Linked DNA regions of Zea mays: region 1 is linked to region 2. The links are chromatin contacts, called in public Hi-C maps. All regions are on one chromosome and are shown on one strand. The core of a region is the stretch at or near the end of the contact, and the rest is flanking DNA. Distances in the headings are between cores, read along the strand shown. Region 1 holds the start of LOC103626499. Region 2 holds the start of LOC100282629 (Signal peptide peptidase-like 4).

Evidence for each region. A called contact is a pair of places that touch in the nucleus more often than the background predicts.
Region 1: a contact with region 2 is called in a Hi-C map of leaf, with 4 times the contacts expected there. The contact joins the promoter of LOC103626499 here to the promoter of LOC100282629 in region 2. A contact is called at or near these places in 4 of 25 Hi-C or Micro-C datasets (bundle sheath, endosperm, leaf and 1 more).

Annotation. Positions count from the first base shown.
Region 1 is chr5:67,909,326-67,913,921 of Zm-B73-REFERENCE-NAM-5.0, reverse strand. LOC103626499 reads right to left here and starts at 2,345. Exons shown (of 18, transcript XM_008646912.3): 1 at 1,029-2,345. The coding sequence starts at 1,883.
Region 2 is chr5:67,425,027-67,430,047 of Zm-B73-REFERENCE-NAM-5.0, reverse strand. It overlaps LOC100282629 (Signal peptide peptidase-like 4), which reads left to right and starts at 1,423. Exons shown (of 14, transcript NM_001155537.2): 1 at 1,423-1,795; 2 at 1,940-2,098; 3 at 2,584-2,695; 4 at 2,881-3,000; 5 at 3,158-3,309; 6 at 3,414-3,596; 7 at 3,838-3,872; 8 at 3,988-4,144; 9 at 4,224-4,277; 10 at 4,382-4,474; 11 at 4,558-4,700; 12 at 4,782-4,852; 13 at 4,935-5,018. The coding sequence starts at 1,667.

The sequences.
Region 1 (4,596 bases), core at 1,096-3,595, 480 kb before region 2:
TACTCATCTAGTCTAGGGAAAAGAGGGCTACCGTACCGGGATAGTTGCCCCTTGTGCGACCAGGAGAGTGAAACGGTGCAGCACATCCTCACTAGCTGTGTCTTCGCCCGGCAATTCTGGTTTCACCTCTTTTCTTCTCTAGGGATGGGTCACCTCTCCCCTAGGGCTGAAGATGATTCGTTTGAGGAATGGTGGAGGAGGACCAGCAACCGCGTAAGGAAAGAACAGCGAAAAGGGATCAATAGTGCCATCATTTTGGGTGCTGGTGCCTATGGCTGCAGAGGAATAGAACTGTTTTTTTATGGGGATCTTCCCTCCATCCAGAAGGTACAGCAGCAGTTCAATGATGAACTTGCTTGCTGGATCATGGCTGGCGCCAAAGGTTTGGGTCAGCTTGGGCTAGATTGCTTCATGAGAAGTGTCGGATCGAGCCCTTTTGCTCTCCTGTAATCCTTTTCCTTTCTTCTCTTTTGTTTGTTTGTTTTCTTCTCTTTTTTTCTTTTCTTTTGTTTGGGTTGTGACCCCGTTGTATGGTTCTCTCTCTCTAATATAAAGATGCGCGGGTCTCCTGCGCGTTCTAGAAAAGATATTGTAGCATCCAAAGCAGCAAATAGATATCACATCTTGCATTCACCATAATGTGTCACGTTTTTCGTTCTTTCTTTTTGCCGAGAAGGCCATGCTCATGTCAGAGGTGACAAAGCACTTATTGTTTTATTGGTTTTGTTACTTTATACACCCTCCGTTCCAAATTGCAAAAACTATGTATCTATAAAAGCAGGAATGGCTTACATTTTGGAATGAAGAGAGTACTAACCTATCCAGCAATGTCTTATTACTTGGATGCACCTGACGCCTTGACAGTGTATGAAATGAAATCATTGCCAAACGTGCATTCCATTTTAGATTATTTTTTTCGTTGGATATTATTTTTGCTGGCGTCTCTTATAGTAAGAAAGAAGAGTGAAGGGAACAGATTTGCGATTTAACAGTGGGTCAGTAAATAGAGAGTATGGCGACATACATACCTTGCCTTTCCTCATGATGTACTTGACGGGCTGACCTTCGAGCATGCCGGTGGCGAGCAGCTCCCTGAGGTTGGTGGGAATCTTGTTTGTATTCTTATTCCCCTTGTTGCTGCTCCTGCTGGTACTTGTGGTGTTGGTTTTGGGCGAAGGGGAGGAGGCATTGCTGGCGGTGGTGGTGCCTGAGAGGTCGTCGTCGTTGCTGTCCTTGTCCTTGACCAGTAGTGATCTGGTGAAGCGCCTCAACGCTGGAACCGGCTTGCCATCCTCCTCTTCCGGCGGTTCCAGTTTTGGTTTGAGCGGTGCCGCATTGTCAGGAGAACGAGCGGCGGTAGGAAGGCGAGACTTGGGCTGGAGCATGGAGCGCGTGATGCGCCTGGGCGACGACTCCGGCGGAATGATGATGTTGGCGAGGTGTGCGGGATCCGCATCCGCGTCGGCATGGGGTTGCGGAGTCAAAGGCGTCGGCGGAGGGCTGGGCCCAGCAGCAGCCATCAAGGCGAGCACGGGGCCGACAGCGGCCCCGTCATGGTCTTCTCCGGGGGCAGGGGCATAGTCTGGTGGAGGGGGGAAGGGAGGGGGAGGGGGAGGATCTGGTGGGCGCGGGCGCTTGGCTTTTGGCTTTGTGTCGGGGGTTGAGGAGGAGGATGTCGAGACGGCGGCGCCGGCGACGGAGGGGGTCGAAGCGGCCGATGGGTTGAGGATGCGGGATGAGCGGCGGGTGCGGCCCAGGGGTGCGTATGAGGACGAAAGGACGGCCTGCGAGGCGATGGCGAAGGCGAATTCGCGCTTGAGGCCCGCGCGGACGCCGGAGCGCAGCACGAAGGATTCGCCGCCGCCGTCCGCCTCGTCCTCCATGGCTCGAATTCTTCCTTTCCCTGACCTTTCCTAGGAGCACGAGTAGTATGCCGTCATCCTCAACTCATTCCACGACGGCCTCCTCTGCTGCCGAGGAGTAACAATATGTGGAACTGAGATTGGACCGAGATGGAAGCTAGGGTTCGGCACGGCCAGAATCAAATCAAATCAAATAACCAATCGAAATTTCTCGATTTTCCGGAGCTGGGAATGGAATTGATGAGCTGCATCGACAGAACCAAGGTTCACGAACTAGATGACGGTGGATAAAGCCGTATCATCAATTTACTCATTTAATTTTGAGATATTTTATAAATTTTGAAGAAAAAAATGATGACAGTTTTTATACAAATACTATGGGCTACTTTAAGATTTTCACTAAAACTAAATTTGAAAATATGCAATAGAGTTTAAACTAAAAATGAAACAAGTTTCGAAAAAATAAAAAAAAATCCGACGATTTTGTTGATTAGTATTAATCGGTCCCGGATAGAGATAAAATGGGGGCTCTGATAGCTAGGTTTCACGGATTTTCTTCCTTTAAATTTTAAATCTTTTTAGCATTGGTAGTTTGGTACTACTACTTGTAATAATATTTAATATTATTACTATTTTTAGGGATGTTGGATCGGATCGATCCGGTTTAGAAATATAGGAACAATATATATCTCGAATTTAAGTCCAAGTATTGTAAGAAACAGTAAAATGGGTGTTGTTACACGTTTCAAGCAACACCTTCCAAGGAAGGGGAGCAGTGACATGTATGAGACAGGTGATGGCTCCTCCCAAGGGGATGTTCGTGCCATGTTTAGGAGAACACTTTCTAGAAAGGAGAAGACACTACATAAAAGCAAAGATCACGACACACCTGGGGAGCGTAGGACCACGTTCACGGGATGGGACATGACGGCCTACGGTAAGCATATTGTACCCCTGGTTATAGCAATGAAAGACAATATTCATCTTCACCCTTCTTCTGCATGTGAATTATTCGGTCGGTGAAGTGACTCGAAAATCGATGAGGTGGGTGTCCCAATGGGAGGAGCCTAAGTACTACCAAATGTTGGTGGGCTCGTGGAGTACACTTCTACGTGGATCTGGTAGACTTGGGCGAAGTAAAGGCGTAGTTGATGCGTGAGCAAAGTATTAGTATAATACGACACATGATCAGTGGAATGCACACCTGTGGAAATAATCTTCATCGGAAGATGTATTGTATCTTTGATGGTATTTGTGAACTATAAAACTATGACATGTAATGTATTTGAACCATGAAATTGTGCCATGTAATGCATTTTGGACCGCTAAATGTTGTTATTGGACTTAGGATAATGTAGCATCCCAAAATTTCAAATCTTGAAATTTTCTCGAACTCGCTCTAAATTCAAAATGAATTTCAAATTTCATTTCAGAATGTTTGTTTGCGAGTTGATATCAACAAATAAAATATAGTGGTCTATATTCTCTCCAAAATCCTCCTCAAATATCCTACAAATATTTCCCCAGTGATCCCCCCTCAAATTGTTTCGAGAAATACTACCCAGATATTTCCCCAGTGGCCCCCTCAAATTCTTTCCAGAAATACTGCCAGAATATTCCACCGATATATCTCCAAGTATTTTCTTCCTAAGAAATACCTTCAAAATCATTTTTCAAGTCCCTACAAATATTTTCTTCATAACTTTCCTCATGCTCATACGTATACGTATGCCTCCAGTGTCATACGATGAGCTCTACAAGCTAATTACACTCATATAAGACAAATCCATGCTAATCTCCCACTAATCCTCTCATCCTCCCACTAATCCTCTCATCCCTCCCCCTAATCCCCCCATCATGGCTATAAATAGAGGGGCAAGGGCCTCCTCTCATCCCACCCCAAGCCATTTCATGGCAACTCTCTTCCCCCCCCCCCCCCCCCCCACACACACCCACTCCATGTTCCACACAAGCACACACTAGCACAAGGATCGTTCGGTCGTTCTTCGATCGTTCGTCCCCCTGTTCTTAGTTTGTTCGTTCGTTCGTCCGATCGTTCATGGTTCGTTCGTTCGATCGTTCGATCGTTCATCCGTTCGTTCGTCCAAATAATCTTTTTCCTGTCGTTATGCTGCCGAAAGTCCGATCGTTCGATCATTCGATCGTTCATCGTTCGTTCATAGTTCCTATTCATCGTTCTTCCAGATAATCTTTGTCCTGCCGTTATGCTGCTGAAATTCCGATCGTTCGTTCGTCCGATCATTCGATCGTTCGTCCGTTTGTTCATAGTTCCTATTCATCGTTCATCGTCACTATTCATCGTTCATCGTTCGTTCATACGAACTATTCACTATCACTATTTACCATTACTATTCATCGTTACTATTCACGTTACTATTCAGCATCGTTACTATTCGTCTTTACTATTCATCGATGATATCTATGGCAGTCTTTTCGTCGTCACTATTCATCGATCATCCGATCACCCCAAATTTCAACTACTCATCTGTCATATTGTCCAGTCCACCTAAGACCAGCCAGACCAATATTTCAGTCATACGAACTCTGGTGACTGTGATTTTCCTTCCAGTGGGAACTTCCCATCTGGTCACCCATCCCAGGTTTCTCCAAGTTGAGCACGCTTAGCTTTGAGATTCCTTCGAACCAGGCTTCCAAACTCAGATTCCAATAATTCTCGTTTCTAAATTCTTATCAAACTATTCCCTATCCAACC
Region 2 (5,021 bases), core at 174-2,673:
CGAGGGACGCGGGCAGGGCGAGCACTCGGTGGGATCTAATTTGCAGGGAGGATCCGAGGGGAGGGGGATCGGTGGAGTGAGCGGGGGAACAGTGGTTTGTGCGTGCGCGGAGGGGGCCGAGCGAGGGCGATGGCGGCATAGACGTCCCGCAGCAGACACAAGCATGGCGGTCTAGAGCCTCGGTGGGGGAGATGGGGCGGGAGGGCACGCCCTAGCTTGTCCCCGACCACATCCTGGCATGGGTTGCAGATCCACCGCGTGCCGACGTTTGAGAGGGAGATAGGACTCCACAACGGCACGGTGATGGCGATGGTGTTTAAGAAGGAGAAGGGAGATATGACTCCTGCCCGCGATAGGGGGCGGCAGCAGTGGATCCGCGGGGTAGGGGGTGCGTGATTAGGGGAAGGGGAAGACGGATCGGTGGGACGGGAGGAAGGCAGAACCATGCACCGTGGATGCCTACACTCTATTCTTAAGAAGTAGTAGAGATTTTGATTTGTGATTTATATATTGTAGTTTTGTTTATTTTGGTATGTCAATTATGATAATTTGTACACTTAGCTACATATTTTTAATTATATTTTAAATTTAGTTAATTTTAAAATTATTTAATTTCTTAGGTATAAAATGTATCGTTCTAGGACCGACGGAGTAGTCGGTAAAAACAAGAGTCGAGAAAGACTGAGATGGGAGTGAACAAGAGGAATTTGATATTTCGCCACTTTACTTTAGCATCCATTTACATTGTGTTACTGACACCACAGTCATGACATAGTAAAAATTTGCCACCACTTCTAAGGTTATGTTTGGGGCAGTTCTAACTCCAGTAAATTTGGTGGAGTTGGTGAAACAGATTATTAGGTGCTCCAGAAAATAATGAAACTGGAGCTCTAAGCTTTTAGAAGACATTTAGACAAGTCATTTTATTTGTTATTTAAATTAAAAATATTTTTAAAATTAATTAAATTAATATTATAAACTATCTGGAGGCATTCAAACACCACCCTTAGTGCTCGTTCGCTTTGAGCTGATTGGACAGTTCGTAGCTGTATTCCAGGCGGAATGAACGAGTCTGGTTTGGAATCCGGTTCCACCTGCTAGAACTATTCGTTTTGATATTGGCCGAAAAGAAAACCGCTTGAATTCGAGCTAACCCTTTAATCTTTGGCCTGGAACAAACTCAGACAATCCACCTTTCGGATTGATTCCCAGCCAAGAAACAGACTAGTGACCATGATTAAGTGGCTGGATTGGTTACTGATCCGGTTTTGATTCACATCTGCCGAACGAGGCCTTAAGGTTTTATTTGGGTACTTTATTATTGATCAAAATTCATATGTATTATCGTGTTGAGGTGGATTAAAGTATAAATTAGTTTAAATTACATCCTATCTAAGTCAACATATGTGGACTGGGGTCAATAGTACCCAAACTCGTGACAAGCAGTTAATTTTTCGAGTGAACAAAGAGACGGGGGCACAGTAGTAGACCGCGGAATCCGATCTAACCCTAAACCCGAATCCCAAACGGAGGAGGGCACTCGGCGAGGCAGGTGGCGATTCTGCGATTCTCCTGTCACCTTCCGTCGTCTCCATCCCCTTCCATTTCCGGCGAGGGTCAAAGCAGGCCTCTTGCTCTTGGGGGTGGTTTGAGAGAGGGAGAGAACATGGCCGCGGCGGCGGTGTTGGTGGTGCTCACGGTGTCAGCGCTGGCGGGGGCAGCGGCCGGCGGTGATATCGTCCACCACGATGACGAGGCACCCAAGATCCCTGGATGCTCCAACGATTTTATCCTGGTAAGATCACAAAGTCTTAGCCTTTTCCCTAACCCTTAATTAAGCAGCTGCCCCCCCCCCCCCCCCCCCCCCCCCCAACACACACACAAATGTTTCTGTTTAGTACTGAAATCGATTCTCCATTTCTTTGTACTATTTGTCAAGGTAAAAGTGCAAAGCTGGGTCAATGGCAAAGAGGGTGGCGAGTTTGTTGGCGTCGGTGCTCGGTTTGGTCCAAAAATCGTCTCCAAGGAGAAGCACGCAAACCGAACTAAACTCACGCTGGCAGACCCTATGGACTGCTGCTCTCCTCCGAAACATAAGGTGGGTATTATCCAACTAGTGATGAAAGTGGGTAACCGAATTGTTAGGATAAATTTAATATTTTAAAATAGATATGTATGAAATTCGATATTGACCTTTTCCTATGTTATCAATCACATTACTACAAGAATAAAATTTTGCATAAAATTGTTTTATGCATTATTTACTCCCTACAACAACAAAAAAGTGTAAAAGTATATGTATCCGTATCCGAATTTTATATCTATCGTTTGAGAAGATATATAATAAATTTGAGATTTACCTTTTATGAATGTTTACAAGCTCAATGCTAAAAACAAGAATACAAATTTGTATAGCATATTATATATTCTATTTATTCACAATCAAAGAAAAAAGATCAAAACAATTGATATCCGAATAAGAATCTGTTTTCATCCCTATAATCTAACCGCAACTTAAGTTATTGCAGCCTATCTTCTAACCCCTAGTGGCTCTGTCCTCTAATTGTTTCATTCTCGTTCTAGGTTCCTGGAGATGTTCTTTTAGTTCAAAGGGGAAAGTGCAAATTCACAAAGAAAGCAAAGTTTGCTGAAGCTGCTGGTGCTTCTGCTATAGTAATCATAAACCATGTCCACGGTGCGTTTTGAGCGCTGTCTTGTTTCCCTATCTATAACTTGTGGCATTGCTTCTTGTAAAAATGTTATGTATTATCCTAGCCATGTTCCTCCAACAACACCTTGCATTACGTTTTTAGGATATTAAAATGATCAACTTGTATCAGTATTTGGTTTCACTAATTCTATCATGCATTTACTCTACAGAATTGTACAAGATGGTCTGCGAAAAGAATGAAACCGACCTTGACATAAATATACCTGCAGTTCTCCTACCAAAAGATGCAGGTTCTGCTTTACATACACTTCTTACAAATGGTAACACAGGTAAAATGTTAACTTACCGTTGTCACCAGCATTTTAATTTCCATTTGAAACATAAAGGTGTTAACACTTAACTGACCCTTCACCTTTATGTGGACTTGTCCTTTGTTCTATCTGAAATAGCTTACCATGTACTGACTTATCCTTGTCTCTTCCTTAGTTTCTGTGCAGCTTTACTCTCCAGATCGACCTGTAGTTGACACTGCAGAGGTGTTTCTATGGCTTATGGCTGTTGGCACAGTACTTGGTGCTTCCTACTGGTCAGCATGGAGTGCTAGAGAAGCAGTTATTGAACAAGAGAAGCTCCTCAAGGTTCTGATCTCTATGCCATGACACTTGCACTTATTGGTCGGTCCTCAAGCTCCAATATGGCTTCAACTAAAAATAATGTACTGACAAATGCACTTATTGTTAAGGATGGCCATGAAGACCTACTGAATGTTGAGGCCAGAGGTTCTAGTGGCATGGTAGATATCAATGTGGCATCAGCGATAATGTTTGTGGTGGTTGCGTCATGCTTCTTAATAATGCTTTACAAACTGATGTCTTACTGGTTTGTGGAGCTACTGGTGGTAATCTTCTGCATTGGCGGTGTAGAGGTGCATTTCTAACTATCAGTTTACTTTTAGAAACGTAATTCGAAATACATGTTATCATATTAGGTTCTCTTACTCTCTATTCCATGGTACAAGTACCTTGAAATGGCATAACGGGATGGTCTGCAGCTGGTCCACTGAACAAAACTGCATTGCTAATTGATTGCTAAGGGAACTGTTCTTGGAGTTAATCTTTTACTACTTTTCCTTTCTTGAGATGAAGCCTTTGTTTTTGTTTATGCAGGGTCTACAAACATGCTTGGTGGCTCTGTTATCAAGGTACAGTGGTGGTTTGTCTTGGGGATATGTTTAAGTGAACCATTCTGTTCAAGACCTGCTTAATTTGTTTCACTAAACAAATACTAATTCTGACTAAACTGTGGAACCTTTTCAGATGGTTTAAACCTGCTGCAGAATCTTTTGTGAAAGTACCGTTCCTTGGAGCCGTTTCGCATCTTACTCTGGCAGTTTGCCCATTTTGCGTTGCATTTGCTGTTGTGTGGGCTGTTTTTCGCCAGCTCCCCTTTGCTTGGATTGGGCAAGACATTCTGGTGAGTGTGACCATCTGTAGTATTCGATGCCTCCCATTTTAGCTGTGGCATCAACTGATTCGAGACTTTGCACGTTCAGGGTATTGCATTGATAGTTACAGTCATCCAAATTGTGAGAGTACCTAACCTCAAGGTACTCAAACCACTCTTGACTTTTTTTTGTCTTTCGGCTTTCTCTTGCTATGGCCTTTGTTGATAATATTTAGTTGAGGTACGAGTTTTGTTTGTCATGATCAGGTGGGTTCGGTTCTTCTCGGCTGTGCCTTCCTGTATGATATCTTCTGGGTGTTTATCTCCAAGAGATGGTTTCATGAGAGCGTGATGATTGTGGTAAGCGTGTGAAAGGGGATTCTGCTATTTGGTGGTATCCTGAATTTTGCTGGTTATAGCATGTTGGTTTCTTCTGCAAATAGGTTGCGCGTGGCGACAAGACCGACGAGGATGGTGTGCCCATGCTGCTAAAAATCCCGCGAATGTTTGATCCATGGGGTGGATACAGCATCATTGGCTTTGGTGATATCCTTCTTCCTGGTCTTTTAGTTGCTTTCTCGCTAAGGTAAGTCTAGGCTGCAATCTTCGTGGTTTTTTTTTTTTTTGCATGAACGAATTCGATTCCGTTGAATTATTTGCTTTTCAGATACGATTTTTCTGCAAAGAAGGGCTTACGGTCTGGTTACTTTTTGTGGGCAATGGTGGCCTATGGCTCTGGTAAGTTTTGAGTGGATGAACGCTAATGCAGCAGAAGATTGGAAACATTAACTGGCTATTTCTTGTGTGGCCACATAATCAGGACTTCTAATCACATATGTTGCGCTGAACCTGATGGATGGGCATGGACAACCTGCCCTTTTGTACATCGTGCCCTTCACTCTTGGTA